Linked DNA regions of Mus musculus: region 2 is linked to region 1. Evidence: chromatin contacts called from public Hi-C data. All regions are on one chromosome and are shown on one strand. The core of a region is the stretch at or near the end of the contact, and the rest is flanking DNA. Distances in the headings are between cores, read along the strand shown.

What was found. Hi-C and Micro-C count contacts between places; a contact is called where the count stands out from the background.
Region 2: a contact with region 1 is called in a Hi-C map of cerebral cortex, with 4 times the contacts expected there. The contact joins two enhancer-like sites.

Annotation. Positions count from the first base shown.
Region 1 is chr6:143,326,908-143,329,863 of GRCm38.p6, forward strand. No RefSeq gene overlaps it. Among named protein-coding and RNA genes, the nearest start is that of 4930407I02Rik, 68 kb to the left of the region's middle. Within about 2 kb of position 1,399, at least 43 of the 459 cell types and tissues checked have an H3K27ac peak or open chromatin away from gene starts, as enhancers often do. A contact at or near this core is called in cerebral cortex, where this site is marked.
Region 2 is chr6:144,164,757-144,167,712 of GRCm38.p6, forward strand. The region is part of intron 1 of Sox5 (SRY (sex determining region Y)-box 5); the gene reads right to left. Among named protein-coding and RNA genes, the nearest start is that of Sox5, 43 kb to the right of the region's middle. Within about 2 kb of position 1,550, at least 92 of the 459 cell types and tissues checked have an H3K27ac peak or open chromatin away from gene starts, as enhancers often do. A contact at or near this core is called in cerebral cortex, where this site is marked.

The sequences.
Region 1 (2,956 bases), core at 149-2,648:
CGAGGGTGTGGCCTGTGAACTAAGTCCGAGAGAGGTCCTCCAAGGTAAACTCTGGCGGATCCATCCCTAAGCAATGGTGCACTGTTGAGCTAACTGGTGGTGCTCTCCCCTCACAGGCTGAGGGCCAATGGAACGGCTCGGGAAGAACACGTAACTGAGAAGGGTGGGGCTGGGTGCTCAGACACCAGCAGAAGACTCGTAGTTGCAACGGACCCCAGTGCACTTCCATTTTCATTTTCCCCATGGGACGCCTCAATGGAGCCCCATCCTACGACTTGTTCAATTGTATTTCGGGACCAGGCTGTCAGGGAATTGCTGAATCAAGTCACTGGCCGAGAGAGAAGGCAGAGGGGAGATAGGAAAGCCATGCTGAGTCATAAGAGCAGCAGTTAGATAGGTAGAGGAGTGTGAAGGGCGCACAGTATAATACAATTTGCTGTGACCTCCATGGCAACTTGGGGCAACACAGGGATAAAGAAATGACAGATATACATCCAAAGAAACTGGTTTTGGGTGGGCTGTGCTCCGCGATGGACGGCGACTGCCACGCAACCTGGAAAGTCAGGGAGTTTACTCTCAGTCTCAGGCTGCAGACATCGGGAGGAGGAAGCTGTGGCTGTTCGCTTTTGCACACACGGGTCAATCATTAATAAACACGTATGTTTGGATAAAGGAAGTTTCCCAGTCCTCAGAGCCCCACCCAGGGAAGGCCTTGCTATTCCCATGGATCGGATGCTTTGGGGTCCTTGGCATGGCGGTGTCCATGCCAACAACACAATTCAGTCAGACTACTCTCCATGACAGTTAGTTTTCAAGACTCTTGAGAAAGATAGGATTTCCTTCCCTCCTCCTGACCTTGAGCGTGGAAAGATGGAAGAAACTGCTTTTTTCTTCTCTCTCTCTCTCTCTTTTTGAGTATGGACTTTTATCTCTTAGGGGATGGATGGAGATAAGATGCCTCGATGCTGGCTTTGGAAAGTTGCTATTCCTTCTAGGGGAAAGAACAGGCATAACGTAATATCCAGCGGGAGGTGACTTCCATTTTTAGTGGCCCATGCTGGGAAAGACCAGCTAAGGCCTGCAGGGGGCAGTCATGAGCAATATTGGTCCAGGGATTTGATGATAGGTGTGGGGCGCGAGGGAAGGGGCCACCTCCTTTCTTTCCTTATATTCCTGAAGGTCCAACAGGGCGGGAAGAAGGAAGGGTACTTGCCTGGTCGTTCTAGCTCTTTCACTTTTGCAGCACCGAGGCTGCTAGGACTGACAACCTGAAGGGCCAAAGGGGTTGTGAGGGCTTACAGTTTGAGATTGCTTCAGGCCGTCATGGCAGGGAGAGCTTGGCAGAGCAGCTCAGACTGTGGGTGTAGGAGCTTGTGGTGGAGGCTGTTCACATTACACAACACACCAGGAAGCAGGGAGAAAGGCCAGATTAGGGTCTGGGCTGAGACCTTTCAACGGCTCAACCCTGGGGACCTGCTTCTGTCAACTGGGCTCCACCTCGCAAAGGCTCCACAGGCTCTCGAAATAGCACACCAGCTGGAACAACTGTTCGGAGCATAAGCCTGTAGGAGACATTTCAGATTCAAACCATAACACCTCCCATACGCTCCTCCTTCAGCCCTGCCTAAACCCCTGCGGGGACAGAGCGCATCCACACACCGGCTTCTTCTCTGGCTTCTGCTTGTTCTGGTTTTTGTTTTGCTGCTGGGATGGCAGTAGCTGGGCAGGTGCTGTCTTGATCTTACTTAACGCACTGTTGTAGATTTGTGCTCAGGACTTTTATACCTACCCCTTCTCTTCCCTCTTGCCCCTGCATCCTTTATCTTCCTCCTGTTCGTTGTCAGGTTCACTCCTCTTCATTTAGACACACTTTAAAGAATGGGAGACTCGTGGCCGGTGAATTCCTTCTGCGTGAGGAGCTTGCGTTAGTCACCAACGTTGTGGTTATGCAGAAAGTATACATCAAACTCAGCATTTATTTTTGGCATTGTAATGTCTAACGAGATTTGCATAAAGGACCTATCAAAGGACAAAAGAGCTCTATCGATTGCTGGCCGCAACTGTCCTGAATGAGAGATGTACACACAATGTGACACAGGCAGGACATGAAGAGAAACCGAGTCTGTGTGCAGGTGTGTGAAGATAGGGGTTTACCAAGAAGTATGCTGGCTCACAGTTTAAATGGTTACCATTCATTTTAGCATTCAGCTCTGAAGGGCAGAGCTTGTGAAGAGCCGTTGATCGAAGGGATGGCTCTTATTCTTCCCTTTTCATAGAAATGGAAGAGAAACTCCTGTTTTCTCAAATGAGTAAGACCCACTGTATCCTCCTGCCTTTCTGTAAATGGCGAACCCGACTAAACACTGAGGATAGAAATGAGTACCCTGATGCGCCCCCTACAGGCTCCCACTAGTAATGCTATTACAAAGAAAATGGAATAGGTCATAGCCAAGGGATTTCCCCAGTAAAAACATAGAAAAAAATTATTTTAAACCAGATTATAAAGTTTGGTGGTGGTGATGCATGCTTTTAATCCCAACAGTTGGGAGGCAGAGGCAGTCAGATCTCTAAGAGTTTGAGGCCAGACTGGTCTACAGAGAAAGTTGCAGGTCAGCAAAGGCTACACAGAGAAGCGCTGTAAAAAAAAAAAAAAAGAAAGAAAGAAAGAAAGAAAGAAAGAAAGAAAGAAAGAAAGGAAGGAAGGAAGGAAGAAAGAAAGAAAGAAAGAGAGAAAGAAAGAAAGAAGGAAAAAAGAAAAAGATTATAAAAAATAGCAAAAACAACTATAGTTTACATCCAGGCACTTAATGACTTAATAGTCATTAAGGCACTGACATATTTTTAATTTTAACCAAAGAGAGAGAGAGAGAGAGAGAGAGAGAGAGAGAGAGATCAGTCATGTGACTAGACTGCTTTTTGTTGTTGTTTTATTTTACTGTTATTTATTTGTCTTTAT
Region 2 (2,956 bases), core at 300-2,799, 840 kb after region 1:
AAAGGAAAGGAAAGGAAAGGAAAGGAAAGGAAAGGAAAGGAAAGGAAAGGAAAGAAAAGAAAAGAAAAGAAAAGAAAAGAAAAGAAAAGAAAAGAAAAGAAAAGAAAAGAAAAGAAAAGAAGATGCTAGCGGTAACATGATTCTATTCTGCAACGATAAGATTTTGAATAAGGATTCCTTCTTCCTGAATTCTTTTCTGTTTCATTAATAACACAAACCACAAACATTTTAATCCAAAATTAGAGCATTAGTAGCAAGTGAACACTCCAAAAGTCCTCTGAGTAACAAGATGCTACCCTGGCTGGTAGCTAACGCCTATCATCCCAGCATCCTCAGGCAGGAAGAGCAAGACTTCCAGGTCAGCCCCATCTTAATAGCGAGTCCAAGGCCAACCTGGGCCACTTGAAATCCTGACCCCAGAAACATTATTTCTTTATTGCAAGTAATATAACACATGTTCTATAAAGCTAATTTACTTAGTTGAATGGATCTGCCAGTTTAAATATCTTCAGGTTTTATTATATTTGTTTGAAATTAAATCGTGTTAAATGCCTAAAACAGAAACTCAGAAAGTAGAGAGATTATTAAATGTGACCAATCTGTACTAGATGTGATCTCTCCTTCTCTAAGATGGAGAAAATATCTAGGAATTCATTCTGTTGTCACAGCAAAGAAGAAAGATGAGTTTGGAAAAAAAAAGGTTGCATGATAAATACAAAGCCATTTTTATCCAGAAAGGGCCAATAAATGTTTCAATAGAAATCTATATTGTTTTCTTAAAAGCATCAATACTACTACTCATTAGCAAGCAAAAAACAAAAAAGAAAAAGAAAAGAACCTGGCAATGAACACCTTCTACCTGACAGGGCAACAAAATCTGCCTTCATTTGAATCATCAACCATTCTTAGAATTGTATTCCTCTCCCACAGTCAGTGACGCCAGTTTTGAACTCTTAACATCTGATTAAACAATCCTCTAACCCTGGGCTTACTAACCTTTAACTATCTTAAAGAGCACACAGATGCCTGGATGAAGACACAGTCCCTTTAAGTTGTCAGAAGAAAAAAAAAAAGACCAAATGTAGAAGCTGTAAAAAATGGAAAAAAAATTAGTGCCAGTCCATAACTGGTCGTTTGTTGTGAATTACTCAACTGATGTATTGTAACCCATCAGTCATTAATCACAGAAACAGCAGTTTAACCCTCAGCCATCTACAGGTTAAAAATGTCACAGTCCTTTTGTTGTGATTATTTATAAATTACTTAGAATAATGTGGCGTTCGGAGCTGGGATCTGGAAGTTTGATATTTATAGACACAGAGAGCAAACTTTTTAAGGAAATAAGATGCTTTTTTTCCCCATTTAAGTCTGGTCTTGCCTTTTTGACAGCTGTAAGTCCACAGGATGTGGAGGGATGATTTAAATTTTACATCAGAATTGTGACTGCGCTGGACTTTTCCCCCTTTCTCAAGGGAGGCATTGTTCTTGCCTTTCCATAACCAGGCGTGACAGCGCCAGACTGGAGTCATACGGTGGGCCTCTGAGTCAGCGTGGAGGAGCTCTGCTCCCGAGTCTCCCCAGATGCCCAGCTCCTTGTGTGTCTGAGAGCTGTGCAGACAACACAGCCACGCATCCGCATCCCCATGATCAGGGCAGAGAGAGCAGAAGTAAAAGTCTATAGAGAGCAGCAACTCTCTCCTCCAATGCAGGCTGCAGAAGGCTTTTATTAAAAATCCTTTTCAAAGGAGCCAGACCCAAACCAAACAAAAATCCCAAGCCTTGGTTTAATTTGAGCAGCATTTTTTTTTTCTAACCCTAAGATTCAGAAGCCGGACACACACGTCATTGTGTGTTCTGGGCTAGAGAAACTTAGAGGAATTTCAAAGTCAGAAGTCTCTTGGCTTTTTGTTTTTTCTTCAGACACATATAGTTGTCACATCTGTAAATTCCTGGCTGTTAGCAGTTGGGTAGGGAGGGACAGGGAAGGGCATGAGCTGGGCACCTATTCTCAAACACCCAGCTGAGACATCCATGAAAGCTGCCTGTAGAATCCTATAAACGAGGCTCTCTCTCCCTGCCATCCACACAGTTGCTAGTGAGCAGGGGACTTGTTCTCTGTCTATTGTTGTATCCCTGAATGAACTCGGCAGGGAAGCAGGGATATATTCTGGATCAGGTAAACCTGCTCCCTCGTGTGTGTACCAGAGCGAGGGCCTCCATCATGGACTGGGCGTCTCATTTTAGTCTAACAAAAGTCAGGTGCTGGTTGTTTTCGCTTACTACGTCGTTCTGAAATGTTTGCTTGAGAGTTTGTTCTAAAGAAAAATAGTAAGTAGAAGCAAACTTCTCCTGATTCGCGCTACGCTAACCTATAAAACTGAAAAGCCAAGGGTATATAGGTAGCGGGTAAACTATCATGACCTCAGGAACCAGCACTAACCTCTTCAAAGTGCATGCCATTTCCACAGTGTTTTCAGCAGGATGTGACCATGCCTACCTACGGTCAGATGCCATGTGCTAGTCATGTCTGCCTATGGCCCCATGCCGTGTGCTGGTCATGTCTATCTATGGTTCCATGTCATGTGCTGGTCATGTCTGTCTATGGCCCCATGCTGTGTGCTGGTCATGTCTATCTATGGTTCCATGTCATGTGCTGGTCATGTCTGTCTATGGCCCCATGCCGTGTGCTGGTCATGTCTATCTATGGTTCCATGTCATGTGCTGGTCATGTCTGTCTATGGCCCAATCCTATGTGGGGGTCATATCTGTCTATGGCCCCATGCCACACTCTGGTCATGTGTGCCTATGGCCCCATGCCATGTGCTGGGGACCTTTTTAATTGCTTCTTTATCATATTTGTCCTGAATGAAGACAGATTTCTACTGATGAACACCACTAGTCACATAAAGATATACACAAAACAATTAGTCTGGGGTAGGAGAGAGCACCTAGTTAG